Linked DNA regions of Bombyx mori: region 1 is linked to region 2. Evidence: chromatin contacts called from public Hi-C data. All regions are on one chromosome and are shown on one strand. Each heading gives the region's core, a stretch centred on a gene start, on an enhancer-like site or on the middle of the called end of the contact. The rest is flanking DNA. Distances are from core to core; before and after follow the strand shown. Region 1 overlaps LOC101743581 (cell adhesion molecule DSCAML1). Region 2 overlaps LOC101743581 (cell adhesion molecule DSCAML1).

Evidence for each region. A called contact is a pair of places that touch in the nucleus more often than the background predicts.
Region 1: a contact with region 2 is called in a Hi-C map of whole pupa, with 2.2 times the contacts expected there. The contact joins two enhancer-like sites. A contact is called at or near these places in 2 of 7 Hi-C or Micro-C datasets (both in whole pupa).

What each region holds. Positions count from the first base shown.
Region 1 is chr8:14,791,939-14,796,875 of ASM3026992v2, reverse strand. All of the region lies in intron 4 of LOC101743581 (cell adhesion molecule DSCAML1), which reads right to left. Among protein-coding and RNA genes, the nearest start is that of LOC110384780, 34 kb to the left of the region's middle. Within about 2 kb of position 3,370, at least 3 of the 8 cell types and tissues checked have open chromatin away from gene starts, as enhancers often do.
Region 2 is chr8:14,751,593-14,756,820 of ASM3026992v2, reverse strand. The region is part of intron 3 of LOC101743581 (cell adhesion molecule DSCAML1); the gene reads right to left. Among protein-coding and RNA genes, the nearest start is that of LOC101743581, 6.6 kb to the right of the region's middle. Within about 2 kb of position 1,935, at least 6 of the 8 cell types and tissues checked have open chromatin away from gene starts, as enhancers often do.

The DNA.
Region 1 (4,937 bases), core at 2,121-4,620, 39 kb before region 2:
TGGGAATTAACTTAAGTAATGTTTTTAATCTTGGGCAGATCAGATTAGACTATGCTTATTGTAAATGATAAATCTTAAATACGAGTCTGGAGGGCCGTCTTATCGATAAGAGCCATCTCTTCCAGACAACTTGATTACAAGTGGACGAGAATCATTTACTGGTGGTAGGACCTCTTGTGAGTCCGCGCGGGTAGGTACCACCACCCTGCCTATTTCTGCCGTGAAGCAGTAATGCGTTTCGGTTTGAAGGGTGGGGCAGCCGTTGTAACTATACTGAAGGTGTGTGGCGCATTTACGTTGTAGATGTCTATGGGTTCCAGTAACAACTTAACACCAGGTGGGCTCTGAGATCGCCCACCCGTCTAAGCAATACAAAAAAAAAATTCAAGAAAGAAATTAAACGCGACGTAGTTACAACTAGATAAATAAATAAACAATGTACACATAAATATGATATTTTACATATACATACGTATGTAATGAAAGCGGAGTTACTTTATTGTTAAGTTTTTCCGTGCTTGCGCTGTTTGTAAAGCAGTTAGAATTAATGTAGAATGTCAATAAAACTGCGGTGACCGAGATTAAGTAATATGAAGTTACAAAATTAATTTCCACATGGAATTGTGAACGAATTTACTATAAAATATACTTTAAATGTCATTTCCTTGTTTCTAAACAAGTTATTTTAGTACTAGCAGTAGATTTTTAGTTTTTCACACTGGCAACACTAAATTTGTTTAAAAAAAGATGAATGTCAATATCAGTTCTCTATGCCATTGCGATGTTACCAGATTTTGAAATAAAGATTTTGGTGTTCAAATCTTTTATTTATTTTTTATTTATTGCATAGATGGGTGGCCGAGCTCACAGCCCACCTGATGTTGAGTGGTTACTGGAGCCCATAGACATCTACAACGTAAAATGTGCCACCCACCTTGAGATATAAGTTCTAAGGTCTCAAGTATAGTTACAACGGCTGCCCCACCCTTCAAACCGAAACACATTACAGCTTCACGGCAGAAATAGGCATGGTGGCAGTAACCTACCCACGCGGTAGGTAAATCCAGTAGTTTTCGCCACAAAATCCCACATAATATATATACAATATATAACATGGACAAGAACAGAGACAGACCCCTATCGTGCAAAGCGATGCCACCCTAAAAGTCAACAAATACGTTACATAAACGTTTCACGTGTGTGTGTGTTCGACAAATGAATTTTTCATCGATCCGGCACCTCGCTATTTCCGGAATAGAATATATATACCGGACTTATTGACAACGGAAGACTTCAGAAGCGGAGAGGTTATTGTTATCTGTGACAGAATCAAGGACGCTCGAACTGTAGCCATCTTTGTCGACTACGTAGGTTGCATTGGGGAACATATCCTCAATGCTATGACATATTTTGGATGTGTTGGCATCGATTGAGTTTTGCTCTGGCCAAAAATCTTACAGATATGATACAATCTCTCATTTCATTATTTGTGGTAAGAGTTATCAGACAAAATTGCAACAGTTTTTCAATTCGCTGGCTAATAGAAATGCTCTTTTTCTAAGAATTTCAATATACCTTCGATATATAACCATTCTGTGTTTTTTTAACGAAGGAGTGTGATTTTTCATTATAATAATGCTAGACCTCACACATCTTTAGCCACTCAGCAAAAATTAAGAGAGCTTGGCTGGGAGGTGTTAATGCATCTGCCGTATAGTCCTGACCTTGCACCTTCAGATTTCCATCTGTTTCGGTCTCTGCAGAATTCTTTAGGCAGTGTCAGGTTAACATCACGAGAAGACTTCCAAAACCAATTGTCGCGGTATTTTGATCAGAAGCCCCAAAATTTCTATAGCAATGGGATCGAGATGCCATCTCGAATGGGACCTACAAGATGGCAAAAAGTTATCGAACAAAATGGTACCTACATACTTTAGTTAAATGTAAATAAACTATATTAAAGAATGTTGTGAATTTTCTTTAAAAATGCAAAGAAACTTTTCCCCGTCCTATTAATAATAATAATAAATAGCTGGGAATAAATCACGCACGATCATACGACCTCTAATTAGGTTTCCCTGTGTTATGGGTACCAGAGACTGGAATACATACTTATATATGTTTAAATATATACATATATAGATATTAAACAACCAAAGTGCAAACAAACGTCATCATTAGACGAATGTTTGTCCAATGTGGGAATCGGACCAACGACTGTTGGCGCAAAAGTCAGGGCCGCTGACTACTGCACCACCAATTCAGTTTGTGATCAAAAGCAAATAAATGGACAGTAAAATCGATGCAGCAATTAAGCTAGTTGCAGTGGGTAATGGAACAAATCCATATAGCGCACAATGGCTTGCACAAGAGCTCGGCTTGGAATGGACGTATCTAATCACAGTCATTACGTGATGCGACCTTCGGTGTTTTGTGATCCTCTTCAGGCACGCTATTATTATTGTACAGTGACCATGGTTTAATGTCTACTATATTCAAGCAAGTGCCGTATATTCCTATAATTGGTATTCATACTAGTAGCACAAGGCCCACTGAGTTTCTCGCCGGATCTTCTCAGTGGGTCGCGTTTCCGATCCGGTGTTAGATTCTGGGAAGCACTGCTCTTGCTAGGGCCAGTATTAGCAACACTTTCGGCTTGAGCCCCGAGAGCTCACCTACACGCTAGGGTAACGCTGATATAGCCTCTCAAGGCTATCAGCATAGATAGGAAAAAAAGTAGCACAAGTTGCTTACAGTCCAAATATTATTAAGTTATTACCGGATATCATAGACGACGCGAATGCAATCCACAAATTGAGGCATGAAATTGAAGTTAAATTTTAACTCCGATTATATTGTGTGATATAACAGCAGTGCAAGCTGAAAAAACGGTTATAAATAGACAGTATAGTGGGTAATATGTAAAAATATAGGCAAAATGTACGGACTCACATCTTACCGTATCACCAGTAAAACGTACATGCGAAAAATCGCTCTTTTCACCATCATTCATGGCCACAATACATTCGTTTATAGCAGACTCAATTCAGCGAGATTGCCATATAACTCACGGCGGGATTACTGAGCTCAGCTCAATGAAAAGTGGCTTGGGAGCCATTACAAGAGGGAGGACTTTTAAATGTATAATTTAAATATTCTCGGATCACTGTGAAATTCATACTCCGATTGTATCATTAGGGTTGCGACGTCCTAGTTTTGTGGACCTTTGAAGTCGTCTGCCCATCTATGTATAAGCTATCCACTATTGCTCTTCGTATAGCAAAAGAAAATGTCATTCAGCTCACAGTGTAAAACAATATTATGATTGACTTAAAACGTATAATCGCAAGCAAGCGATATGAATGTTCAAGACAATAATAGTAACGATAAATTATTATCTTGAAGTTCCTATTAGCAAGCACTATGTGTACACCTGACTGAGTTAATGTTGTTACGATAATTTATTCATAGTTTTTATTATCTTTTGTTTTTCGCCAAGTAAAAGTTTACATATGGGAAAAATAATTATTTGGTGGTAAATAAATTATTATTTTTAGAATTATGTAAGTGTATCTAAAAAAAACGAACGTCCTTTGTTTTAAAAAACAACAAACAGTTTTCGTGAATAATTAATTGCCCTACAATAGCTTTGACCTGTCTCTTTGTCTTATCTTGTGATATCTGTCATATCTTGTGTTTGGGTTTATTCTTTATGTAATCTGTTTTGTGATGGTTGAGAAGAGGAGAAGGTTGGTCTGAGTTGGGATGACTCAACTTGTCTGATATTAGCAGAAACGAGAGGAAATTGACTCCGAAAAATAGTTGCTTCTTTGAGGTGAAACCTAGATTACTGAGCATATTAAAGTTACATAGGTAGATTGTCTTTACTTCCATGCGTCTTCAATGTCTGTGGACTGTGGGTCATGATCTACATTCATAATTTTATCATCAACTATGATCTTCCACTTACTGCTGTCCTCTGCATCACGAAACGTCACAGAGAGTCGAAAAAATGTATTTTTGCCACTGCCCTTTTCGCAGAGTCTCAAGGAATTCTCCACCCTATCTGGTTATGTATCCGATTTATTAGATTTCTGTGCAGGACTATTGTGGGCAATTCTGTCATGACGCTATACCCAAAATAAATTGTAGCGATCGAGTTTTTTTTTTAGCAAACTAATGTTTCCCGGACGCACGAGGTTCGTATAGGAAATCGAATTCTAATGGTTTCATATGAATATATCATGATGTCTACTCACTTATAACCCGATTGAACTGTCGATTAGGAGGGGCTAACGTGACGTAATGAAGCGGCGACCTATTACGACAAATTGCTACGGCTTTTTTGGGTGTACATTAAACGAACAAAAATGTCACTCGAATTGCCCGCTAATGGAGTTTATGATGGTAGTAACAAAAAACGAGTGTAGTTTTTTAGTAGATTCTATGAAAGCCAGTGTAGAGTTGAGTTCTATGAAAGTCAGTGTAGGGTTGAGTTCTATGAAAGTCAGTGTAGGGTTGAGTTCTATGAAAGTCAGTGTAGGGTTGAGCTGTCAGTGATATCATAGCCGTATGAGGAAATGATTATCGTCATTATCATCATCTTAGCAACTAAACACAAATCTTATCACAAACACATTCATGTCACATTTTTAATGAGCTCACGACCATGGATATCTCGTTTGAGAGGACTCAATTGTATAGTACAGTGACTGTCCCATCATTCAACCCGGACGTATTGCTTTTTTGAGGTAGAAATAGGTATAGCAACGCTAAAATTGGAAAAACCTTTATATTATATATCTTTGGGTGGGGCTGACCATTAAACACCAGATGGCTAGCTGTCTCGTTAACTTACCTGGGCAGTGCAATGAAAATAAAACTACATATAATCTATCATCAATTTGTCAGTCAATACATTAGATGACTAGGTCGAA
Region 2 (5,228 bases), core at 686-3,185:
ATAAATGCATTTGAAGGTATGTCTTCGTATGCTTTACTTATAACGGGAAGCCATGTTTTAATTTTTTTGTCAGTGTATCTGCTCCAGTTAAGCTTCGAAACTCTTGGAGCGACTTTGACGGCAGACAGCTGATGTTATCACAAATCACTAAGGCTATGTTAATACAAGTGCTATGAATAAACTATTTAAATTGTCTTATAAAATACTAGCGGCCCGCTCCGGCTCCGCTCGGGTCTTTAACAAAAATTTCAACGAAAATTTCTTTTATTTTTTTTAAATAAAAGAACACTTATTGCGGCATTATAATAGTTAGACATATGCTGTCGCGACACTTTTCGTAAATAATAATGTGCGCTACAAAGTCGTATTGCATTATTTTATTCTATAATCAATAGTTTTCGCAGGGCACGCGATGTAAAGAATATTTTAGGTAAAATTTTTTCACCTTGGGTTATTGAAGTTATAGTAAGGATCCCTATTTATTTCAAAAAAGATTATAGCCTATGTCACTCGGAAATAGTGTAGCTTCCAAACAGTGATATATTTTTTTAAATCGGTTCAGTACTTTCGGAGCCTATTCAATACAAACAAATAAACAAATCTTTCCTCTTTATAATATTAGTATAGAAGTATAGATTGAATTATAATTATCGTGAATATTGACGTCATTATTCAAACGTGTTCTTTGTTTATATTACAATCCTTACAGCGTCCTGAATTGTGAAGAGATTTTAATCAGCTGCATCTACCTTTTTTTACCGGATATAAAAAAAATTTTTGATGACATTTATAATAATATGGGTAAACTTGGATCCCTTGCATTTGCTGAAATTGCGAGAACAATACAGACAAATCTAGACTAATATATAAATATATAGTGGTTTTTATGATGTTCCGTTATAACTACTGCACAAAGCATCCGATTGACTTGAAACTTGGTATCCATGTAGAAAATACATGTACTTAATGGACAGGCTAATATTTATGAGTATTGGACTCCCTAATAATGACAATAAATAAATTAATTTTAAATGCCCAGCGAAGCGGACGAGTACGGCTAGTATTTAATCAATTTATCACAATTATTATGTATTAACCCGTCGATGGACTCAACTGTCATTACTAGCAAAAATGTCTCATACATTTTATTAATAAAATACTATAGTATTATATTTCCAATCGTGAATATGCTCCACATCACGTATAGAGGGTTTTCAATAACCATATTACCGAAGCCCTCTAACAGCATCGATTTCAGCGCCCAATTGAGGGCACAGGTCGGAGTGCCAATTTTATTCTAATAAGGAGACAGGAAGTCAAGAATGCCCGGATGGTATCAAAGATCTTAAACGAATAAGGAATAACATCAAAGAATCGTAATTACCAGTGAGTAGGGCTTATTTTGCGATCGGCACGGGTATATATTGTATTACCATTCTTCGTGTTCGCGAAGCATTCTTCGAAAGATGAAACCGCTGTTATGAGACTTAGATATCGTGTTTCAAGATAGGCATTCGCATTATACCGTCTATGGACTGCGATCCACTTAACACCAACGACCGACGACAACGTTACAACAAAACTCAACAAAATTATAATTTACGTAATTACTGGTGGTAGGACCTCTTATGATTCCGCACGGGTAGGTACCACCACCTAACCTATTTCTGCCGTGAAGCAGTAATGCGTTTCGGTTTGAAGGGTGGGGCAGCCGTTGTAACTATACTTGAGACCTTAGAACTTATATCTCAAGATGGGTGGCGCATTTACTTTGTAGACGTCTATGGGCTCCAGTAAAAAAAAGAAGAAAACGTCAGAGGAATAAAAAAATCAAGTATCGAGAAATAAAACACAAAGCAATACGGGTTCGTCGTTTGACAATTTAGTGCGCAAATTAAGAGTTGGCCGGTTCGAAGCGATCTAGCCGTGACGCGTGTACGGAGCAAGGTCGAATGAGTTAGGCCACACCGGACACGACCACCGGCCGCAGCTTTACCGTATGTTTTCGTGGAGAACAGATTTAAAAAAAAAAAACTGGATAGTACGTAACATGATTAGTTTTTTCTTACTTTATCTTTAAGCTATATTCATTTACTAAGTTTTGTACTTTTTTTTGCAAACCGTACTCTTTTTAAATCCTGTACTCTGAAAGTACTCATTGTTATAATTTCTTCTTTCGAAATCTTTCGGCATTTTAGATTAGCCTTTATCTGTGGGTGTAGAAGCGGATGACAGTATTTACGTTGTGATTCCTATGGGGACTTTTGACCATTTTATCCCAGGTGGATTGTTTTACCATAATTTTTTATTACTTAGATGGATGAACGAGCTTACAGCTCCTGGCGTTAAGTGGTTTCCGGAGCCCATAGACATCTAAAACGATAATGCCGCCACCCATCTTGAGACATGAGTTCTAAGGTCTCAGTATAGTTATAACGGCTACCCCACCCTTCAAACCGAAACGCATTACTGCTTCACAGTAGAAATAGGCAGTCTGCGCAATAAAAACATATAGCGACAGTTGTTCGAGGAAGACTGGTTCTTCCATATCTTCAGATTAATATCAGATATAAGATTATGCTAGGCCTGAACCGCGATTTCATCTGCTATTAATTGTCAATCCGATGGCTGTAGTTGGCAGATCGTGAAGCTTGCGTCGGCTAGAGGGTAACCAGCATCGATGTGGTAATAGATCGATGGTAACCAGTCACATTATAATCGTGGCGAGATACACTTTAAGCTAAGCTCCCACAAAATGATTTATGCATGCCGTAGGTTAAAAGTTCAATGACATTTAAGCCAATAATTTTTGTTTTTTGTTTTTGTTTTTATTTAAATTACCGATTTCCGTATTTTATATTGTTACACCCCATAGACGCAGCCCACTGAGTTTCTCGCCGGATCTTCTCAGTGAGTCGCAATTCCGATCCGGTGGTAAACTCTGCGAAGCACTACTAATGCTAGTGTTAGCAAATTCTCTCAGGTTGAGCCCGTGAGCTCACCTACCCGTCCGGGAATAGCTGCAATAACCCCTTGGGCTACCAACGAATAGGTAGGGAAAATAAAAATATTGTTACAAGGACTAGTAAAGGCGTTTTATCGTAATGAGATGTGAACAACCACTTTTCAACTGTAACACAGTACTTTGATGACTATTAGATTTAGACTATTTAGATTACGTACGTGAGAATTGAAAATAGAGTGAAAGTGCACAATTTTGCGGGCAGCGCATTACTTGATATTTTTTATCTGTGTATGTCGTGAGGGAGCCAACTCTTCTTGACGATTCTTCTCAATGGCGAAACTGTACTCTGGATCGATGCTATGCTCATTATATTTACATTACTACAGAGGACCTACTTTAAGTCATAGATACCCATTTTTTTATGTTTTTTTTTATACTTGCGTTGAAAAAGTATCCTATACTGACACCGACATCCTATCCTATCCATCCGGTACTCATGAACTTGTATAAAACCAATCTATTCTCTATAAGTTCATTACATTCAAGTGAGGTTTGCACAGGTGCATCGCATGCAATGTTTTGTTTTAAATTGTATGTAATCATTATAATGCAGTTAAATATAAGTACAATGCTTCTCTGTTGCCAAACGTCATTCACATTACAATTTGCATTACATATGATTTTTATTGTCGTAGTTTTTTTTATGCTTTTCAATTTATGTGTTTGTAGCGGCACGAGGAAACTGTGATAAAATGAAAGAAAACGAATAGAAGGCTGAATTGCTAACAATGACGTCACAAAATTACATTTAATTTTAATACAAAATGAAATACCGTTGTAAAGAAATTTTGGATCGTTTCGGTTCACAGCGAAAAAAAAACCTAACCTTGTGTTGATAATCTTACGTTTACATTAAGAAACATCCACTATTTTTTCCTATACCTCATTTTCGTAGCAGATATTGTCAGCTTAAAGCAAAATTATCTAGCCTATTTCTCCGAAGAAGAAGAAGAAGTTTCATGGATTTTTTTTTGGTCAGGAGGAAATCGCCGGACTTTTTTTTAGTTTCATGGATAGGGTAACTGTTCTATAATATGTTCCCTATTGTTTAAATGTTTGCCTTAATGGCCCTTTTTTCCTACCTAAGCTGATAGTCTAGATTCTAGAGAGACCATATCAGCGTAACCTTAACTAGTAGGTGAGCTCATGGGGCTCAAACCTGACAGTGCTGCTAGCACGAATCGAAAAGACGTGTTTAGGGCGACATCGACTGTTTACCATTCGTTCCGCAGGATCGGGTATGTCAAGTAACTAGAACAATCACGATAAATAGAAAAACGATTTTAGATTTTACCAGATTTTACCAGCCAGATGTTGGAAGAAGTCAAAGTGTGGAGACACTCTGAGCAGGTATACTCAGCGCAACATCATTGGAAAAAAGATATATGTTGAAGGATCGGTTCTGGTTTGGTCAGCTATTTATTATTAGGGTCCATCCATACGGAGCTCCGCGTCATTGTGAATGAGTCACTAACAAGGGCACGATGTGGAACTGAGCTTTTAGAAGAAATCCTATTGCCATTTCTAATAGGCAGATTTGTTTTTATGCATTTATAATACACGGCCCGACATTGTCGCCGTTGTTGTCGAATTAGGAAAGGCCAAAACTTGACGACAGGACGCGTCATTTCATTATTTTTTGTACGAATTTTAACAACTCGTATGACACCATGCGCACCAGGATTAGTTCAGTAACTCGCGCTAGGTCCCACTGTAAAATCTTCGAAAGATTGAAATCAAAGCTATGCTATGGAGCACAAGCGCGCTCGCCCGACCTAAGCCCCATATAGCATGGATAGGATATGCATGGAAAACAACTTAATTAACAACAACATCTAATTTGAGTGATCTTAAAAACTCATTATAGTTTTTTTTTTCCAGTTTCACCAGGACAGGTGGGCGAGCAAGGCTCAGCCAGGAGGGGTGGGATTTGCTAACAGCTACCCGAACGCTTCCAAACGAGACCTAACAACTCAAGGGCAGCTGCTTCGCGAATGAATCTACTACCGGATCGGAATCGCGACCCGCTGAGAAGATCCGGCGAGAAACTCAGCGGGCTGATGCATGGGTTAGGTTGCACGTCGACCTCCTTGTCGAGTTCGACGAGTACGGTTACCGGGGTCCCTAAGCCTGCTCCTAGTGTTAGAGCTGAAGGCGTCTAATGCAAAAGTTATTGTATCTGATTGATCCGTAAGGACGTGTC